Linked DNA regions of Xenopus laevis: region 1 is linked to region 2. The links are chromatin contacts, called in public Hi-C maps. All regions are on one chromosome and are shown on one strand. The core of a region is the stretch at or near the end of the contact, and the rest is flanking DNA. Distances in the headings are between cores, read along the strand shown. Region 1 holds the start of cox16.L (cytochrome c oxidase assembly protein COX16 homolog, mitochondrial). Region 2 holds the start of map3k9.L (mitogen-activated protein kinase kinase kinase 9).

Region 1 (4,851 bases), core at 30-2,529, 200 kb before region 2:
AAAAAATAAAGTTGCGGTAATATCTCAGAAACCACTTAAAAAAATATGATTGTAAATGGCAACAGTTCTCAGTTAATTTGAATACATTAATATCAATCAAATTTGGGTCTACTCTAGATCCCATTGTTGGTACACACAGGGTCCACTAAAAAGGGCCATGCTGCATGCCTCACTCTTACCTCCTAACTGTCCTATTTTTTGCGGGTCAGTATTGATTTTGACAGCTCAGCCCGCAGTGCCAGCATTTTATTAAAATGTACTGAGTTTCTCTTTTATCTCCTGCACTGACACCTTTTGATCTGTGACAATTGCAACGTTTCTGACCTGCTCCAGGTCCTTTATCAAGCACAGTAGAGTAAAATCAGAAGTTAAAGCAAACTTAAGCTGGCCATAGACGCAAAGATCTCGTACGAATCAAGGATTCTTACGATTTTCGGAACGTGTGTGGAGAATCCCGACATTTTTCGTCTGGCGGAGATCGATCGGAAAGGTTAGTAAATTTCTGTCGGCTGTGGATAATATCTCTGCGTGTATTGCCGATCGTACGATTTTCTGTACGAGACCGTCACTAGCTTTGTCTATCGTACGATTGCTGTCAGGGGCAGAACATGGGCTGATCTGTTCTTTAACTAATTTATTTGGTCAGAATGGGAAGACTTTGATCTGAATGGTTAGTGGCAGGTAGGGAGATGGGAAAGTCAGATCTTACGTTGATTCGTACGATCTGATCTTTGTGTCTGTGGCCAGCTTTAGGCTGGCTCTCAGGTTAGCATAAGCAATCATAATCACAGGGGGCAGGTCACGTGTCAGTACATTTCCCGACCACCCCCAGCAATGATTCCTGCCCTTATCCTTTAGGCACCCACGCGCCTTTTTTAATCCTATTCGTTTTGCTGAAAGATACAGGGAATATCTCTCAGTCCAGTCATACCAAAGTGACGACTTCTCTTTTTATAAAAAAAAGGGTGGAAAGTCACAAAAGATACCAGTGCTCTCACCTTCACACTGGTCAGGTACCTGAAATCCCCACAGAAATGAGCAAGTAAAAGTTATCTCTCTTCTACCTGCGCATCAGAGCTTAGAGCAGAGTCCCACGTGACACTTACCAGCATAGGCGCCCCGTACCGGAACGTTTTATTTTTTCTCAGGCTGCGCCAAATCGAGCTCGCCATGTCACCTTCTTACTTTTATCACAAATCACCTTGGGGGAAGATCGACACCATACACACAAAATACAAAACTTCCGGAAAATAACCGGCGAATCACAGTGCAGCAACACTTCTCCTACGGAATCGCCGCCGCGGAAACCAACGTCCCCGCTCAAAAGTTCCGGACTGAGTTGGTTCCGCCTTCAAAAGTGTTCGTCTGACAGTGTGCTTTCCTATCTGAAATACAATTCAACAATTATGATTATAAGATGAGAGATAGATAGTTAGATAGAGAGAGATGATGATATATGGAGAAAATACATGTGTTTTAAATAAAAAAAAATGACATACGTTTGTATTTGAGGGGCACATTTATTTAGCTCGAGTGAAGGTCCCCATAGGCTTCCTACCCAATTTCTGATCGAAGGAAAATCGTTCGATTGATGGATTAAAATCCTTCGAATCGTTCGATTCGAAGGATTCAATCATTCGATCAAACGATTATTCCTTTGATCGAACGAATAGCGCTAAATCCTTCGACTTCGATATTCGAAGTCGAGGATTTAACTTCGACAGTCGAATAATGAGGGTTAATTAACCCTCGATATTCGACCCTAAGTAAATGTGCCCCCGAGTGTCTTTAATACTAGGGATGCACCGGATCCACTATTTTGGATTCGGCCGAACCCCCGAATCCTTTGTGAAAGATTCGGCCAAATACCGAACCGAATCCGAACCCTAATTTGCATATGCAGATTAGGGGTGGGAAGGGGAAAAAATATTTACTTTCTTGTTTTGTGACAAAAAGTCACACAATTTCCCTCACCACCCCTAATTTGCATATGCAAATTCGGATTTGGATTCGGTTTGGCCGGGCAGAAGGATTCGGCCAAATCCTGCAGAAAAAGTCCGAATCCTGGCCGAATCACGATTCGGTGCATCCCTATTTAATACATTTCCCCTATTTTACATCTTCCTGGATTTGACATCTTTTTTCCCTGGTCCCCTGAAAAACGTAAATTCGGGGTTCTACTTGTAATAACACAATGATAGGTTAATAAAGATAACGAGGATAATAGAAGATAAAATAGGATAAAATAATGATAGATGAATAAAGACGATAAAAAAGAGATGTATTCAAATGTAATACACATGATTATGATAGAGGAAAAGCTAAAAATTAAAATGATAAAGATAAACAGATGAAAACATAAATATAGATGAAATGAAGATAACCGATAGGTAATAGATGAAAAAGAAGTAGTTGAACTCAAGAAAAATAATGATATAAATATGACAGGTAGATTATAGATCGGTTCATCCTGAGTATAAACATGTATTAGAACAATAATGATGTAATAAATCTGCACAGGTATTTCAAAAACATTGAACAAATCGCTCTTTCGATCAATAGAGGGAGCTCCATGAACATCATACCATTCTTCCAGGGTGTCTCGGTTCACTTCTCCGAAATGGCTTATTGATTGAGGCTATACAGTGTGCTGTGAATGCTTTGGATCTATGTTTTCAATGTTTTGCTGAATGCCAAGTCTTTAAAAGGACTGGATTCCATTTAGGAAATCATGCAAATAAAATTGCTTGCTTGCAGGATTAGTTGTCAGAGGAAATGTATGCTTTGGACTGATTCATGCTGAAACCAAGCCTTCTTTCTAGTGTTGTTTGTTACCAGACACAGCAAGGTATATTACATACTTCAGCTTTGTCATATCAACTCATACAGTGGATATGAAATCTGTTTGGAAGACACATTTGTGACTAGCTGCTTTTTGATCTGATACCCTTTCTTGGCATTTCTTTATCTTAACAGTCACCTTTGCTATCACTGTCTAACAGATTGGGTATAAAAGAACACTATGTTTTATGCTTTATAATTTTTGTCCTTTATTAGTATATAACCCAGGGGGAACTTCAGTTTAATATCAATGGGAACAGAATAAAATAGTGGCATTAGTTAAAGGACAAGGAAAGTCTAACAAAGATATTAAATCAGTGGACAGGTATGCCTCTATTGTGCTTTGTGTCTGTTTAAATGCCGAAGTCTAGAAAAAAATCACAGAGTACATTTTTTAAAAAAAACGGAATGCACCTTTCCTGCACTAAGACCAAGACTAGGAGTTTACATACTAGCTGTGATAAGAAAGTGGTGCATGTGCATTAGCACCGATTTGGGGTGAGCATTTTCTTTACAGCGCACAAATATATATGATGCCCTAGGACCAGCAAGTGGGGAAACTTTGAAGCATGCACAGAAGAATTGTAGCGGCCATCTTAGTGACGTTAGAAAAGTGAATGATGGAGCATTCCTGTATTTAGTTAAGAGATGGCACTGCTGGGAAAATAGGGGGTACTTTGAAAACATAACTTGGCAATCAGTTACACAAGAGGGTTGCCAATAACATATTAAAGACTTGTAGTGAAGGGTTTCCATTCACTACATCAGAATTACCTTTAGAAAAAAAACAGAGATTCCTGGGAGTACAGAAGAAGGGTACTTTTCCGTGCTTGAATTGTGTTTGTTGCGCTTCGATAATTAAAAGGTCACGTATAAATCATCCCACTAAAGGAAAAAACTTAGCTTGAATGACTATGCCACATGTAAAACTACAGTGCCCGTGTAGTTCTCAAGGTAGTACAACCATTAAGTCGTGGTGGTAATTTCAAGCAAAAGATGCTACAACGTGAAGCCAAATGGATTTCAAAATTGAATTCACTAGCCCCAGTAGGGCTAAATGATGGCTGGAGTTTAAAATGCTTTTTATAAGAAATGTAATGTTGTACTCTTATTTGTTTCACATATAAAATGATGCCTATCCTCTCAGCTGGGGGTAAGGTAAGGGAAAAGCTATTTTTTTAATACGTGAATCGTATTGTAAAGTGTAAATTCGAGAATAATGTATTTATTTAGAATGATTGTGGAAAGGCACAGTTATGCATGTTTTCTCTAAATATCAGGACAGGTAGATCCAGAAATGGGTAGTACCGCCTTTCTTGTGTTTCTATTTATATCTAATTGTTTTTAACCAAAAAAAAAGAAGGTGCCCGTTTTACAGTGGAATAAGGTTATGTTGGACTTTTGGATTTTTATTACAGATTGAATTTGAGGACATGGAAATCTGGCACTTGGACACTACCTGTTCACTGGAGATTTCTTGGATTTTTTTATACGTTTTACATTTTCTACCTATTTTTACACTTGTTATTGTTACCTTTGGACTAATGAGGTAATTGGTGGGAGGAGGAGCACTGTGTGGTAATTAAGGCTATAAGATGTGTTTTGACCATGTGATTGTTACACTTGAGAAAGGGTCCATGTGATCCGAAACATGTCGTGTGTATAATAAAGCACTAAGCAGCAGAGCTCTGCAGTCTATGGCTTCCTTCACTATTTTCATTTGATGTTATTTGAGGTCTATATGGTGTGACCTTTGGAAGGAGAGCCTTTTATCACAAAGATTGGGGATACGCTGATAATTCGTTTGTTGAAGTGTTTCCATGTCCTTCAACAAATATTAAACTATGCAGAAAATATATAGGAAAATGGAGCCCTACTGTAATTTATAATGCTTTAAAGTGTACCTGTCACTCAGACATAAAAAGCTGTATAATAAAAGTCCTTTTCAAATGAAACATGAAATTCATTTTCTATTTTTTATTAAAGCATTCATAGCTGTTGTAAACTCAT
Region 2 (4,740 bases), core at 2,156-4,655:
TTTTGCTACTATGGCCAGCTTCTATCCATGCCCAACATTAGTTTACATAAAGTGACCAGCACATTCTAAGGGTTATGAGCCAGGCTGCACATCGTTGCTCAGTCCTGGTTTTCACTCAACAATGAACAATGTTGCAGAATTCAGTAACCCTCAAGTCAGCTGGCTTCTGCTCCATTGTTTCAGAACCAGGACAGCAGAGAATGCAAACATCCAGTTAAAAATCACCGAAACCAATGAGCATATGAACGTTTTTTAGAACTACATTTTCTTTCATTATGGGGGGAAACCCCCTCTTTTTGTGGAAATCTTATAAGCCACAAAGATTTTAAACTAACAATGTCAATATCTGCTACACTGTGATCGCCATCAGTTTCCTTCTTGCATGTAACTATCTACCTAGGCATTCTGTACGATAGGGCATCACTTTGGCCTAATGGGATATAATACGGACCATTGCAGCACCGAAGGATACTCTCTCAGAATATAATCCAGTATAGAGAAGGTATCATTCAAATAAAATCACTGCTGTACAGAAATGTTAAAGGAGACATATTATGTAAAAACAAGAATATGCCAGTGCATTGAACTATTTTAGATATAGAAGGAATATGCTTTAAAAAGTAGTGCTTCTAGTTACTTTATTGAAAATGTCTGCAAAAACCCTACTAACCCCGCCCATCTGTTCCACTTCCTGCCCGCTGTATTTTCTGGCTGTGCAGGGGAGCCGGCGGCACTCAGCAGACACTGTAGGATAGGAACCAATCAGCAGCTAGGCTGAACTGATAGGGAACTGAAGTATGTCTTTGCTTGTGTGACTGCTGCAGGGCTGTGATTGGCTGCCCCCCTCCTACTGTACTTCTGGCAGGGACAGTTAGGACACACCCACCCTTCATTTGAAACAGGGACAGAGACCATTTATGGGGAGCTCCAATAAAGGGGCTATTATGAAGATAATATTAATTGAGAGCCAAAAGAAAAACCAGCATTATATAGTATTCATTACTGCCTACACAATTAGGGATTTTTTTTATTTATCCTGTAGGTCTCCTTTAAATGTAGATGCTTTAAGCAAAAAAATAAAATCAAATGGCAGGAGCCTGCTTAGATTGCCATTGTTGTTTTTTTACTAGTATAAAGTATTGTGTCAGACTTCCTGGTGCTGGCCCCGTCGCTGAAGCGGAGAGGCCCAGCGGAGGTAAGGAATTGTGTGTGTAATCATGCTGAACAATGTGTTTTTTAGAGGATGCAGAGAGGCCTTTTGCCTCTTCCTCCATTATGTTACAGTACATTGGCCATGTTGCAGTCTACCCATAAGTCCCCAAGGTAACGAATGAACTAGATGGCTGCATAGAAGGACTGCTTGCAAAATACAGATCTTTCGTTTAATGTTTATGATGGTTAACTATAAAACACTACAGTACACTGGTCCTGTATACACGGTGTATAACAACAGCACATTTAGCTCATTTATCTGTGATTTACCTTTAAATATTCGCTAAAATATTCTGCACTACGTAACTGCACAGGCAGTTTTATTTAGCTGCATACGTGTATTTAATATCACTGGGAGCAGCTATGATTGTTTTAAAGAAGTATGCTTCTTTACGGACTCAAGTCCTCCAATGGCCAAATTATCCCTAAAATGTTGTGCAATGCTTGCTCAGCTTTTCCAAGCAATATGTTTTTGAATAGTGTATAGCTCAGATATCAGTGCAACATACCACAAAGGAAAATGAAATAACAGCTGCCTGCCGTTTTTCACCCAAAACGTTTTTTTTTTTGCATAATAATGAAAAGAATATAACCCTAAGAAATTTTTCATTGCAAGTTAATCGCAAAGCTCTAGTGGATTTAAAGCGATTTGTTAATGTTATTGAATGTAAAGGCAGTATGTGTGCATCCCCTTTGGTTTTCTTGTTTGAACTCTTTGAATAATGTAGCAGAATCAGCACTGCTCAAAGTCTATCAGCTGCCTTTGGCTACAATAGTTCATGCTTTTTAAAAATAAAAAAAAAAACATCTTTAATATAAACAGTAACATTTATAGTTGCATTATGACAAAGTGGCACTACACTTTCTGGCCTATAAACAAGGAAGCCAAATAAAAGCATCCTTTCCAAATATGCTGGTAATATGCATTTTCACGGTAGTGGTGGGTCAATTTACACATAAACTAGTGTCACAGCAGGCTCATTAATTTTATAGAAAAGTTGAGCTTTAGCCTATTATTACCTAAATGAACTTTTATTCTAGAAAATGTTAAAAACATTTAACCCTTTGTAAAATGCCTTCCCCCCAACACATCACCGTGTTATCTTACATTGCAAAGCTGAGGCTGGGTAGCAGGGGAGCTCTTCCACCCTCTTTCCCTGTAGCTTGCTGGAGAAGCTCTGTGTCCTGGTTACATAGTTACTGGGAAAGATGCCCACACGATCTTGGATCTTTCCAGTCCACCATCCCTCATCGCCAGACACACTGAAGTCTTTGGACAGAACCTGGACCAGGTCACCCAGACGCAAGGTCAGCTCATCCTCTGCAGATGCCTCATAGTCAAACACAGCCGTCCAGTACAAAGGGTTAGTTGCGGAGGAGGAGGACGAAGGCTGTTCTGCAATGGCAACTTCACCAGATCCTCCTCCGCCGTCATCCTCTTCTTCCATACAATCCTGTCTAGTCGGTGTACTGCCTCTCTCCTCCTGTTCTTCATCCTCCTCTGAAACCAACGGCACAGGTAACGCTGAGGCATTTCCACCAGCCCTAGTTGCCCCAAAGGTAGTTTTGCTGCTGCCAGACAAAGAGAGGAGAGATCTGAGGGGCTCCATTGAAATGATCCATAGGGGAGGATTAGGGTTTAGAGCCTTGTGCTCATGCACAGACTAATAAATGTGAAAGTGGATCAGAAGTCATTATATTTAAGAAGTCAAGACGTGTATTACTAGTACAACGCAAGGTGCCTGCTATCATAAGATGCTGAGAAGCCTGAGGTTGCACTGCTGGGATTGGCACAAATAAAACCAGGTACCAATCAATTACCAGGCCCTCTGCATTCAGTGAGCTGCAGACTTCAGAAGGAGGGAGGTTGCTAGAGCAGCATCTTTTCTCTACACCTAGTTTTATCACAGTTTTCCCGGTCCCGGTAGAGCCGTATGAGAATGTGACAGGCTGGGGCTGAGTTCAAACGTCATCCTCTAATCCGCGTAAATGCACCGTGCCCGGGCTTTTCTTGATACAGCCCGCAGTCCCGGTTCGACACTTACACCTTCCGCATAGCTGTTCACTGCAAGCTCCCTCCACCCACTCTTTCACAAAATCCCGACGCTTCAAATCTCATCTCGCGAGACCGGAGTCACGACTACACGTAAACGCCGCGACGCATCACTTAGGTGCCTCGTAAGAGCGACGAGTAGAAACTAAGTTTCTGTCAATCCGAAGCGGTCTATTCCACTCTGTCAGGCTCAGTATCCCAAAGCAACCAATCAGTGATTAGCTTTTTTCTGCCAGCTGTAGGTTGAACACTGAAAGCAATTATCTGATTGGTTTCCACGGGTTACTGCCCAGGTGCAAATTTGCCCAGTGTTTATAAATAACTGTTTTATTACTGCTCGCACTACCTCCTACTTTTGTTTGAGAAAAAAAAAAGAAGACTTTTCTGTTGTTTTAGTTGCCTGCCCGCTGCCTCCTCAGATTCCAACATTTCCTCAGAAGTCATTATAATTTCTGCTTAGAGCTCCGAATTGTGGCACGGACCTGAAAAATGACATTTTCGTGTTTGTCAACAGTAACTTCTGCCGTCAGAACTTTTCCTTCCAATTTGACTGAAAAAGGAAAGTTTTTTTTTTTTGTTTTTTTTTTAAAGGGGAACTCCGGCTTCCAAACCAAGATTTGATAAAGAGACCCTAATATACCCATCACCATTATCGGTTTCTTCAAAAAGTATATAAATAAATAAATGCCATTTTCTATGCTGAAATCCAGCTGTTTAAACAGTTATTCTCTTTCTGCAACATTTGAAATCCTGGCAGGGAAGGAGGGACTAAACATTTATGTTACAAATTGTAACAACTTCTCCACATCTTACAGACAGCATGCAGGAACTACATAACCCACAATGCATTGCACTGTGATGTTCCTTTCCTTATTGAAATCACATGTGCAGGGAATTGTGGGGACCAAAGAATAGCCAAACTTTTTTGCAAGGACCGAGGTCGGGAAGGGGGTCAGGGAGGGGGTAGGAGGGGCCGGCGTCCAATTTGGCACGTGTTAATTGTTTTGCAGCCCACTTCAGGACTGTCCGCTGGACCGGTTCTGGGCCACGGCTTGGCAGTTGGTGTCCCCTGGTTTGGAGGATACAGGCTGTTGATACAAAGTAACAGTAGTCAGACAGCTCAGCAAAGTAGTCAGAGAGATCAGCAGGAGAGCAGGGGGCTGGGCTTAGGGAACTGTCAGAAACCATTAAAAAATATCATGAAAAGTCTGCATATTTTTTAAATGATGTATATTGCAAAGTTGCTTGAAAATTATGTTTACTTTTCAAAAAGCTTAAGTTATTTTTTTGTGTAGTTCCCCTTTAATGCAAACTAGGGCCCAGGGAAATTAAAGGAGACGTTGTGTGAAAAATAAGGATGTGCCAGTACTTTATACTCTTTTAAATGAATAAGGAATGTGCTTTAAAAAGTGTTCTTTTGGGTCGATTTATTGAAAATAATGCAAAAATGCTGTTATCCCTGCTTCCTGATGCTT

Evidence for each region. Hi-C and Micro-C count contacts between places; a contact is called where the count stands out from the background.
Region 1: a Hi-C map of the XL177 cell line shows a contact between it and region 2, with 4 times the contacts expected there. The contact joins the promoter of cox16.L here to the promoter of map3k9.L in region 2. A contact is called at or near these places in 2 of 4 Hi-C or Micro-C datasets (the XL177 cell line and the XTC cell line).

Annotation. Positions count from the first base shown.
Region 1 is chr8L:99,174,758-99,179,608 of Xenopus_laevis_v10.1, reverse strand. It overlaps cox16.L (cytochrome c oxidase assembly protein COX16 homolog, mitochondrial), which reads right to left and starts at 1,279. Exons shown (of 3, transcript XM_018231100.2): 1 at 1,107-1,279. The coding sequence starts at 1,172.
Region 2 is chr8L:98,979,502-98,984,241 of Xenopus_laevis_v10.1, reverse strand. map3k9.L (mitogen-activated protein kinase kinase kinase 9) reads right to left here and starts at 3,405. Exons shown (of 10, transcript XM_018231096.2): 1 at 2,321-3,405. The coding sequence starts at 2,822.